Linked DNA regions of Canis lupus: region 2 is linked to region 1. Evidence: chromatin contacts called from public Hi-C data. All regions are on one chromosome and are shown on one strand. Each heading gives the region's core, a stretch centred on a gene start, on an enhancer-like site or on the middle of the called end of the contact. The rest is flanking DNA. Distances are from core to core; before and after follow the strand shown. Region 1 overlaps KCNIP2 (potassium voltage-gated channel interacting protein 2). Region 2 has its middle 6.0 kb from the start of HPS6.

Region 1 (5,672 bases), core at 626-3,125:
CCACGGTCTCCCTCCTACCTCTCCATAGCTCTGTGGGGGGAGGGGAAGAAAGGACGTTTTGGAGGGGGAAGCCTTGACTCAAAGCAGTTACCTCCTGGGAGCAGGGCCTGATCCAAGGGTGGAGCCTCGTATGGGGGGGCGGGGCCTACGTAAGAGTTGGGGTGCCCTAGTAACCTACAACCTAAGGAAGTTGGGCCCCTCCAGGAACGGACCCAGGCCAACTTCAGTCAGTGTGCTAGAACCCTGTGGGCTCTGGCCCTAGAGTCTGGAGGTGGGCGCTGCCAGGAGACAGGCACACCAACACATAGCCTCTCCCTGGGATACAATTAGAGCTGTAGGACACCGGTGTAAATAAGGGGAAGTGAGGGGAACCGTGGTCAGTAGCCCTACATTACACCAAAATACTCATCTCCAAGGTCTGTTATTGCTTGCTGTCATGTCACCTTCAAAGACATGGGAGGAGACACACTTTTAGCGTGAATGAGTGAGTTAACTGATGAGGAACTTTGTTCCACTGGCAGGGAGATTCTAGGTGCCTTGGAATGAGGGATTATAGGAAGGAAAGGTGGGAAGAACAAACATGGATTCTGTTGGTGATGTGCAGTCTTAGGTATCTGGGTGCCGTGGACACATAAGTCACAATATGATATGGGTATGTGTCGTGATCTTGATATGTGTCATAATATTATAGGGTCACAGTGTATTGCAGTGTCCTTAGCACACCATGTCGTAATATCCCACGTGTTTTTGTATGATTTGATCACACTGCAATGTAAGATGGCCTATGTGGGTCCTCATGTGTATGGCTTATGCTTTTCCTAGGCCACATTTGTATATGTTTGTATTAAGGGATACTACACGAAAATGTGTACTTGTGTGTGTGTGTGTGTGTGTGTGCACGCGCGCGCATGTATTGGGGCCTGCTTAATTAGATCATTGGGTTTGAGTGAGTTGCTGGGTATCAAGCTGTCCTTGTATGGCATCCATCACTATGATTTATCATTCTATGTGTCACTATACACACTTGTCTATGTGTGTGTGTGTGAGAGAGAGACAGAGACAGAGACAGAGGTGTTCCTACCTAGGCAGTTCCTACCCAGACCTCCCCTCAGAGGTCCACCTATAGCACTGGAGCCAAGGGCACTGGGTCAACAGGCACTGAGGCCATTGCTACCTCCCCTTGGTGGCCTCATTGTCCCCAGCTGCGTCCCATGATACAAGATGCCCGAGTGGACTTTCTATGCCTGTGAAACCCACTGTGCTTCCCTAACCCAGCCCCAGCTACTCTTACCATTCTCATCCAGTCCCCTCCCAACACCCCTTCCCCTCAGGGTCGATTTGCGATGGTGGGGAGGGGAACGGAGGGACAGTAGGGGTTAATGTGCCTTCCTGGGGTCTTCTCTCTTCCCAGGCCACCCTCCAGGGCCCACTAAAAAAGCGCTGAAGCAGCGGTTCCTCAAGCTGCTGCCTTGCTGCGGGCCCCAGGCCCTGCCCTCAGTCAGTGAAAGCAAGTGCCTCTCCTGTGCTTCCGGGGGCGGGGCCCGTTTGTGTCGGGGTGTGACCCGTGTGACAGGAGTGGGCCTGCGTGTGTGTGGGCGTGACCAGTGAGGGGGTGGGCGCTGTGGAGAGGGCGTTAGTAGGTGCTGGGAGGAAGCCGAGGGTGCCGGCGGGGCCGGCTTTGGGGGGCGGGGCCCAAGTGTCTGAGGGAGCCTCGGGTGCCTGGGTGTGGCCGGTGTGGCAGGGCACGAGGCCTGAGACTGTGGGTATGGCCGATGTGGCCGATCGAGACACAGACTGCTACGAGGTCTGTGCGTGGCTTATCTGGGTTGGTGGCTGCGACTGTGGCCGCCCTGCCCGGGGCATGTGGCCCCTGCCCTGCCTGGATGGATGCAGGTGCAGAGGATGGAGCCCGCCTTCATCCAGATGCCAGGATCCTTGGGTTTTCTAGTCCCAGCCAGTCCCCACTTGAGTGGCCTCACTTTGTCTCCTGAGGCCTATTTCCTCGGTTGGGCCTTGCCCAGCCCATAGGATTATACTGAATGTATGGAGGCCCATTTTGTAGTTATTATTTGAGGGTGTCATTGTGTTTGATTCCACTGGGTACCACATGGGGGTAGAATTGGGGAAATGACAGGCGTGAGTCCCACAAGCATGTGTGCGTGGGGTCTGTTCCGTGTGTGTCTATGCTTGTTCATTGTGTGTGCCTCTGTGCGCGGGGCTGGGTGTGTGTGTGTGCATCGTAACACGCAGGTCTTTGAGATTTGCTGTTGAGTGTGAGGGCCGAGGTGTGTGTCTGCAGTTGGCCGGGTCTTCCACTTTCTCGGTGACAATTCGCTCCCTTCAGCATTAGCAGTCCCAGCCTCCCTCCGCCCCCACAGACCCCGCCCGCTGGACCCAGGTGACTTACTGTCCTGGTGGGGGCGGGGGTCGGGCCTTCGGGCGCGTGGGGTGGGGGCACTTGCCTGGGGACTGGATGTTGGGAACTGGGGCAGGACTGAGATGCTGCCAGGGATGAAGCCTTAACTAAGGTTTATTGGTGTCAGGTAGGGGTGGGGTCTGGATGGGCTTGGCTGGAGCTGGGCGGGGCATGGCTCGAGCATGGCTGGGATAGGAGGAGCTTGGCTGGAGGGAAGGGTCTAGGCGGGGCAAGTGTGCCGCTGGCCAGATCAGAGTGGATCAGGGTAGGCGGAGCCTAGATCCCCAGACGCTTCCTCTTTAACCCGTTTTTCTACTCCTCCCTTTCTGGGAGGAAGATGGAGCTAGGGGCCTTCCCCTTGAAGCAGGGATCAAGGGCCCGGGGACCAGCGATGAGTCGGACCCCTGGTTCTGGGGCTAGGCCTGCCCATAGGTGCAGCCAACTGATAGATCTGGAAGCTGACCAGCATCTTGCCTTCATGTCCTCAGACCGGGGTCCAGGGAACTGGCAGGCTGGTGTCTGGTGTTGGCTATGGGGAGGATGGGTGGGTGGGTGGTTTTGAAGAGGGGTGGTGGAGGCCGGGCCTGAGGCGCGGTTGTCCCCCCCTCCACTGCCTCCCTCCCCGCCGCCCCCACCCCCCACCCCCCCCCACCCCCACTCCCCCGCCGCAGACAGCGTGGAGGATGAGTTCGAACTGTCCACGGTGTGTCACCGGCCAGAGGGTCTGGAGCAGCTGCAGGAGCAAACCAAGTTCACGCGCAAGGAACTGCAAGTCCTGTACCGGGGCTTCAAGAATGTGAGTGCAAAGGAAGACCTAACTGAGGGGTGGGGCAGGAAGGGTGGGGCCTATCCTGGACTTCTAAGGTTGGTTGGCCTGGATGCTTTAGGGGTATGAGAAGGAGTGAGAGGGAGGAGGAGGGGCCCCCCTCTTCCCCATAGACCAGATTTCTAGCGGGAGGCTCTGGCGGATTTGAGGCCAGGCAGAGCCTGTAAATCCGCCCTGCTGGTGAGTTCTGTGTTTAAACTTGTGCACTGAGAAGTCTTGCCTTCCCTAAAAGAACTGCGTGGTTAGCCCCCTGGAGACAGGAAGATTTGCTTTCTCTGGGAGTCTGGCATAGAGTAGGTGGTGGTGAGTGGAAGGGGGCTTTGTTTCTGCCCTCAGTCTGGTTTCTAACTCTCCCCCCACCTCCCAGGAATGTCCCAGCGGAATTGTCAATGAGGAGAACTTCAAGCAGATTTACTCTCAGTTCTTTCCTCAAGGAGGTGAGGGGACAAGACCTGAGAGGAAGCAGCTGTCCATCTAGGCTGAGTTGGGGAGAGGGTTCTGGAGGGGCCTGGGAATGCCAAGTGATAAGAGGGGTTTGGGGAACCCCATAGCCATAGCAAGCCCTTTCCTGTCTGAAAGCCAAACTTTTCCATACTTATCTTTACAGACTCCAGCACATATGCCACTTTTCTCTTCAATGCCTTTGACACCAATCATGATGGCTCTGTCAGTTTTGAGGTGAGCTGGAGGAGGTGGGCCAAGGAAGCCTGTTTCCTGAGGCTTCAGGGCCAGGATCCACAGGCCAAACCCAGACTGGGGATTGGGTAAAGGGTATTTGAAAATACAGTTCCTCTCTGTCTCCTTCCCAGGACTTTGTGGCTGGTTTGTCGGTGATTCTTCGGGGAACCATAGATGACAGACTAAACTGGGCCTTCAACTTGTATGACCTCAACAAGGATGGCTGCATCACCAAGGAGGTGTGGGACAACTGAAGAGCTGGAGAGATTTCATGTGTGTGGGGAGGTGCAAAGGGCCCTGAGGAGGAAAACCTGACCAACATATGCTTCCCCAGCAATGGGTGGGGTCTGCCGTGGGCTCTAATCCTCTTGATTTGGAGACTGGAGGCTCTGAAGAGGGATCCTTTTCTCCCTTGGCCTAACAGGAAATGCTTGATATCATGAAATCCATCTATGACATGATGGGCAAGTATACGTATCCTGCACTCCGAGAGGAGGCCCCAAGGGAGCACGTGGAGAGCTTCTTCCAGGTGCCTGGGACTGGGTAGGCTGGAGGGTTCTGGAGTGTAGGGAAGGAGGCAAGGTCCCAGCAGAGAACTTACCTGAGTTCTACCTGCCTCTCTCCTGTCATCCCTCCTGTTCTCTCTACCTGACTACCTTTTTGCAGAAGATGGACAGGAACAAGGATGGCGTGGTGACCATTGAGGAATTCATTGAGTCTTGCCAAAAGGTACAGGCCCCTGCCCTCCACATTTCCATGATCTGGACTCAGGGTCCAATTCAGTGATGTAGGAAAAAAGCTCCTTTGGGCAGAGTATCATCTCCCTAACTTGCCCACACCCCCAAGTTCTGTTCCTTTGCAACTTGGGGATGCCTGTCCCTTCCCTCTTTCAGGTCTCTCTGGGTGTCTCCTCCCTTGCTGCCTCTCTCCATCTCTGAATGTCCCCATTTCAGATGAATGTCCCTCTCTGTGTCCCTGATAAGCTCTTTTTATTTCTCTCTCTCTCTCCAATCTGCCTCTCCCACCCCATGGCTACAGGACGAGAACATCATGAGGTCCATGCAGCTCTTTGACAATGTCATCTAGCTCCCCAGGAAAGGGGGTCAGTTGTCCTGGGGGGACCATACTCTAGCTCTAGTCCAGGTGGAACTCACCCTTCTCTTCCCAGGTCTGTCCTCATCCTAGCCCTGCCCTGGGGGCTGTAGGAATCTAAGAGCCTGGGGATTCAGTGGTCCAGATTGCTGGAGCTAAAGGGGCCAGGGCATGGGCAGAGTGTATCTGTGGGGTGTTCCCAACTCCCAACAGCTCCCACCCCCTTCCTGCCTGACACTCAGTGCTGAGGATGCCCCTGCTATAGGAAATAAATGGTTCTCCACCTTCCATTCCCACTCTAGAAACTACAACACTAGACAAAGTGTCTCCTGCTATGGTGCTTTCCTTATCCCTGATCTCATATGCATTTCCTCTAAGATTTCCTTCTCAGAGAGTCTGCTCTGTCCTCCACACTGACTGACCTTTTAGACCAGGACCTTTGAGAGCCTTGTAGGAGGAGGAAAAGAATGTAGGGAGAGAAATCTTAGGCCTGAGCCTGGTGGTTAGGTCATAGGAGGCTGGGGTAAAATGCAGAAAGGCCTAGTGCTTGTCAGTGACAGCTCAGGCATGCCAGACTATAGCTCTGAGCCCCATAGGTCTGCCAACCCAGGCTATCAGAATATGAATTCCAGGCTCTTTGGAAGACTCTGTCTCCTTGGA
Region 2 (5,564 bases), core at 1,279-3,778, 210 kb before region 1:
AGAGAGGCAGAGACCCAGACAGAGGGAGAAGCAGGCTCCACGCAGGGAGCCCGACGTGGGACTTGATCCCGGGATTCCAGGATCATGCCCTGGGCTGAAGGCAGGCATTAAACTGCTGAGCCACCCAGGGATCCCCTCCAGAGACTTAACTGATTTTGAATAATGCCTGATATCTTATTCCTATATTTCACATTCATATAAAATATGACCTTACTGTGGCTTCCCAGGAAATGCTGCTGTGCCTTCAACTTCTGCCCCAGTTGGATCAAATTATCCAGGTCAGGCTGGCAGAGTTCTAACCCTAGAGATGAAGCATCCTGGCAGCTCAGGACCTCTTTCTTCTGGGAAATACCATCCTACACAAGTCCAAGGTCCTTTCTCCTTCCATGATTTTGCTCCCCTCAAATATACCCTGACCTCCTTCTCCTTAATTTACCACCTCCAGAGGCTTCCTTAGTCCTTAGTGGATAAATGGGCAAGGCAAGTACAGGTATGTTTGAAGGTAATGGGTGGAGATGGCTATGATAAGAGTAACCACCAGGGGGAGCCTATGCCTAAGAAGACACTGAGTAGGGGCCTAACGGAGCCACTCAGGATTTTTCTTCCCTTTTTTCCCAGAGCAGTAAAGATGCCAGGTATTCTAGATTGAGGTGGCTTGCTATGGAGCTGGGTGTCTAGAGCTGCCCCTTTCTCATCTCTGACTCCCTCTCTTTCCCTGATCATGCAGAGAAAGTGTCAACTAAATTCTGGTGCATCTGAACAGAGTGGAATAATACTTCCTAAGGACAAGTTCCCTGATAGCCATATTCAATGTTGGGATTAATCCTCAGTTTTGTTTTTTTTTACCTTACCCGATAACCCCCACTAGTTCCTGCCACCCGTCCCTCCCTGAAAACCTCATAGACCCAGGCTTTCCCACCGCTCTTCCTCTCTTGGTTTAGAGATCAGGGGGCCCCCTGGGTAGTACAGTTATGTACATTCCTTACACCTTCACCCGAACTCCCAAGATGGCCCTGGCTCAGCAACTCCTCCCACCTCCCTGCCCCATGGCCCCAGGTAGTCTGGTTCTTCCTTCAGATCCAGCTGACTGGGGCACCTGGGTAGCTCAGTGGTTGAGTGTTTGCTATTGGCTCAGGTCGTGATCCCGGGATCCTAGGATCAAGTCCCACTTCGGGATCCCTAAAGGGATCCTGTCTATATTTTTGCCTCTCTTTGTGTGTCTCTCATGAATAAATAGATTAAAAAAAAAAAAAAAAAGATTCAGCTGACCTATTCCCATCAATTCCAGGTCTGGATGAACCAAACAGTGAGTCTGGCCTATGGGAAGAAGGGAAGAAGGCCAGAGAATCCCTAAAGCCTAGAAACTAATCCCTTTGTACCCTAGGCCATAAGGACCAGTCAGTTCCTGCATCTATAACCAAACCTACTATGTCCCTGGTATTGTGATACATGCTAAGAAAACCAAAGTACAAATAACTATAGTCTCTGCCCTCCAGGAACTTGTGTGCTAATCAGGCAGGCAAACAAATAACTAGGCAATCACAAGATAGTTTGAGAAATGCTTTTTTGGAAGTATTACCAAGAATGGTGGGAGAACAGGAGCAGGTGCAACTAAATCTATTGTGGGTGAGTTAGGAAGCCTTAGGAGAGGGGGTGACATTTGGAGTATATGGTAAAGGGTTTAGGTCAGGCAGAGAAGAGAGTGAAAAGCTTCCTAAGCACAAGGCACAGAGTGAGGGAGAAATCTAGCTAGTTCGGGGAAACACAAGTAGTTCAAAGTGTAACACATTCTTTTTTTTTTTAAGATTTTATTTATTTATTCGTGAGAGACACAGAGAGAGAGAGTCACAGATACAGGCAGAGGGAGAAGCAGGCTCCGTTCCATGCGGGGAGCCTGACGTGGGTCTTAATCCCTGGTCTCCAGGACCACACCCTGGACTGAAGGTGGCGCTAAACTGCTGAGCTGCCCAGGCTGCCCAAAGTGTAACATATTCTTCAGAGGGTGGGGGAGGAAGTGAATGGAGAGAGGACTGGAAAGAGAAGCAACACCATTTGTGAAGAAAGAGATATGTTTGGCCTTTGCGGTGAATATTGAGCTTGATTCGATTAGTTTGTTATAATACTCTGGATAAGCAAGGTTAGATTTGAGGAGTCAGGGACACCAACTTGGAATCCACTGTTAACAGCCTCAATGACTGGTGGCTGGGGCCAGGTCTAGCCGTAGGCCTGTGTATGAAAGGAAAGCTAGAGTGGTTTGAACACTGACCCACCCTAGCCACCAGGTCCCATTGCCTACAGGTCACATAGAGAGGGAGGGGTGGGGCCGTGGTCTCTGGCTTTTGCAGGCTGGAGAAGACTCTGGCCGCTGTAGTCCTGTGGTTCACCGTTGGGTGGTATAGAACTTGTGGTCTGCGTTCAAACAGGAGATCCCCTAGTGAGGGAGGGGAAGTATGAGGCTGGAGCTGGGGATTGGGTAGGCAGTAGGGAAATGAAAAAAGGGAGGATTGGGCCTCATGGCCACATACGCAGATAAAGCCTATGGTTTTACTTTCTTTCCTTTGCTCTTTCCTTTGCTCAGTCCTGACACATGGTATGGGATCACTTTACTTCCTACATTAGGGGCAGGGCATAAGCAAGGGCAAGAGCAAATAAGTACCCAGTCTGTAAGAGCAAGTGAAAGTTCCCATCTAAGTCTACTTGTTCCCCTAAAAGTTGTTGGGCTGGGTGGTTCCCCGCCTGGAGGCCCTCCTAGTGGGTAGCCCTGAGGAACTTCTTCAAGCCATATCACTCCAAAAAAATGCCTTGGTCCCCTTCTTCTGTTCATGCCCCTCAGGGGCCCACTGAGTAAAATTCCTTCTCCTCTGAGTATGGACAGAGACCCAAGCAAAGTCTTAGGCTGAGAAGAAATAACCATGATTCAGCAGGATTATGAACAGGAAGCAGATTCCTGCTTTTGTCCATTTCTAGCTTCTCTCTAAGGAGCCAGAATGGGCCCATCCTCAAAACCTAGAAGAGGAGGAAGAGCCCTTCCCAAACCAGAAAGAGGCTGAGGTGGAGGCTGAGGGATGACGACCGGCCCTAGTTCTGGGCCTCTGGGAGGAGCAGTAGCTTAAGGGCCAGTAGCTTGACTCCTGGTGTTGGTAGACAACCTGGTTAGGAAAAAGGCCAGCCAAGTCCTGGCTGGAAGGTTAGGACAAAAGCCAGGCAAGTTCTTGGATGAGGCCTGTGTACCATCCCTAGGCTTTAATGAGGCTGAGGAACCATCTCAGGATTTGGCATGCAGATGAGCTACCTCAGGACTCCCATGAAGCTGAGGAATAACACCAGCCCTAGACAAGCCTGAGGGGCTGTCCCCCTTTTGCAGAGAGACTAAGGAACTGTCCCTAATCCCATATGAGTTTAAAGAGCCACTTTAAACCCAGGAAGAGGCTGAGCAGACTCTAAGCTATAGGTCCCAGGTAAGGACAAAGCTGAATGGCAGTCCTTACCTTGGTCCTAAGCCTTGGACAAAGGATGGCTGGGAGCCCAGGATGATGGTGAGTAGCAGCACCCACAGGCCTACCCTAAGACTAGAACCAGGCTGAGGGGCCACCTGAATAGAAGTGCGCATGGAAGGCCTATTTAGAGGTAGCCTTGCAACTAAATCCAGGTAACGGACATCCAAGCTGGAGATGTTTTTATTTCTCTGCTTAGGGAGTCAGCAGCAATGTGGGTGCTTTAATGCCTCTTGTTACTAACCAAAGGGCTCTGCAGGTAGCTCTCCTGTCTGTGGTAACTCTTCCCCTTAATTGCTCCAGGAGTCCTGGGGGAGACAGGCATGGACTCAGAGCCCATCACAATTCCTACTTGGTTCCAGAAATTTTGGGAAAAGAAAGCGTGCAGCTCTGCAGATTTCCCTTTTCTCAAGAGGCAACAGAGCTAGCATTAAATAGAAATGAGGAGAGCCTTCAAGCTCAAGTGGGTAGCACCTACTGGAATGTACAGTGAAGTGCCTCAAATTGACTGACCTTGGTCAAGTAGTCTTTTCTTTTTTCTTAAGATTTTTTTTTTTTAATTTTTATTTATTTATGATAGTCACAGAGAGAGAGAGAGAGAGAGAGAGGCAGAGACACAGGCAGAGGGAGAAGCAGGCTCCATGCACCGGGAGCCCGACGTGGGACTCGATCCCGGGTCTCCAGAATCGCGCCCTGGGCCAAAGGCAGGCGCCAAACCGCTGCGCCACCCAGGGATCCCTTTTCTTAAGATTTTATTTATTTATTCATGAGAGACAGAGAGAGGCAGAGACTTAGGCAGAGGGAGAAGCAGGTGGGGAGCCTGATGTGAGACTCAATCCTAGAATCCTGGGATCACACTCTGAGCCAAAGGCAGAAGCTCAACCACTGAGCCACCCAGGTGCCCTCAAGTAATCTTTCTAAACTTTTAAATTCAGATTCAACTACTCCCTCCACTACCCACAACCCTCTGAGACCCTTGGTCGTTCAAAAACACACAACTGTGTATGTATTTCTAGAATGTTTTCTAATACCCACAACCAATTCTCTATGGACACCAGTTGGTGTCAATTCTGACACTATCTGGAGTTAGCTCAGAAGCCACAGGCAAAGGTACCAGTCCCACAAGACTGACCCCACTTCGAATGTTAGCTGCAAGTCACTGCACTTCTCTGACCAACTGGCTAGAAATTGGGAATTCCCATGCTGTAAATTCATTTGACAACTTGGTAGAATGGCTCATGGAATTTGGGGAAATACTTTAATTACGTTAACAAGTTCATTGCAAAGGATACAACTCAGGAATAGCCAGATGGAAGAGATACATAGGGCAAGGCAGATTATGCGTGCTGGCCTCTCTGAATGTGTCACTCTCTCAGCGCCTTAATGTGCTCACCAAACTTCCTCATTTAGGAGTTTCTTTTTCTTTTTTTCTTTTTTTTCAAGATTATTTTTTTATTTTTTTATTTTTTAATTTTTATTTATTTATGATAGTTACAGAGAGAGAGAGAGAGGCAGAGACACAGGCAGAGGGAGAAGCAGGCTCCATGCACCGGGAGCCCGATGTGGGATTTGATCCCGGGTCTCCAGGATCGCGCCCTGGGCCAAAGGCAGGCGCCAAACCGCTGCGCCACCCAGGGATCCCGTTTTTTTTTCAAGATTTTTATAGCGATGCCTGGATGGCCCTTTGGCTCAGGGTGTGATCCCAGATCTGGGTATTGAGTCCCATGTCAGGCTCCCTGCAAGAAGCCTGCTTCTCTCTGTCTTGAATGAATGAATGAATATTTTTTAAAAAGGCTTTTATTTATTTATTCACAAGAGACACAGAAAGAGGGGATTCCTGGGTGGCTCGGCGGTTTGGCGCCTGCCTTTGGCCCAGGGCGTGATCCTGGAGTCCTGTGTTGGGCTCCCGGCATGGAGCCTGCTTCTCCCTCCTCCTGTGTCTCTGCCTCTCTCTCTCTCTATCATAAACAAAACAAAACAAAACAAAACAAAACAAAACAAACAAACAAAAAGAGACACAGAGAGAGGCAGAGATACAGGCAGAGGGAGAAGCAGGCATGGGATCCCTGG

What was found. A called contact is a pair of places that touch in the nucleus more often than the background predicts.
Region 2: a contact with region 1 is called in a Hi-C map of blood, with 4 times the contacts expected there. The contact joins two enhancer-like sites. A contact is called at or near these places in 4 of 9 Hi-C or Micro-C datasets (amygdala and blood).

Annotation. Positions count from the first base shown.
Region 1 is chr28:14,596,619-14,602,290 of UU_Cfam_GSD_1.0, reverse strand. KCNIP2 (potassium voltage-gated channel interacting protein 2) reads left to right here. Exons shown (of 10, transcript NM_001197190.1): 2 at 1,412-1,507; 3 at 2,345-2,398; 4 at 3,088-3,212; 5 at 3,610-3,679; 6 at 3,850-3,920; 7 at 4,052-4,159; 8 at 4,345-4,449; 9 at 4,587-4,649; 10 at 4,959-5,672. The coding sequence ends at 5,006. The region is part of intron 2 of LOC111092927 (a long non-coding RNA gene); the gene reads right to left. Among named protein-coding and RNA genes, the nearest start is that of OGA, 7.8 kb to the right of the region's middle. Within about 2 kb of position 1,875, at least 7 of the 20 cell types and tissues checked have an H3K27ac peak or open chromatin away from gene starts, as enhancers often do. A contact at or near this core is called in blood, where this site is marked.
Region 2 is chr28:14,806,200-14,811,763 of UU_Cfam_GSD_1.0, reverse strand. No RefSeq gene overlaps it. Among named protein-coding and RNA genes, the nearest start is that of HPS6, 6.0 kb to the right of the region's middle. Within about 2 kb of position 2,528, at least 1 of the 20 cell types and tissues checked has an H3K27ac peak or open chromatin away from gene starts, as enhancers often do. A contact at or near this core is called in blood, where this site is marked.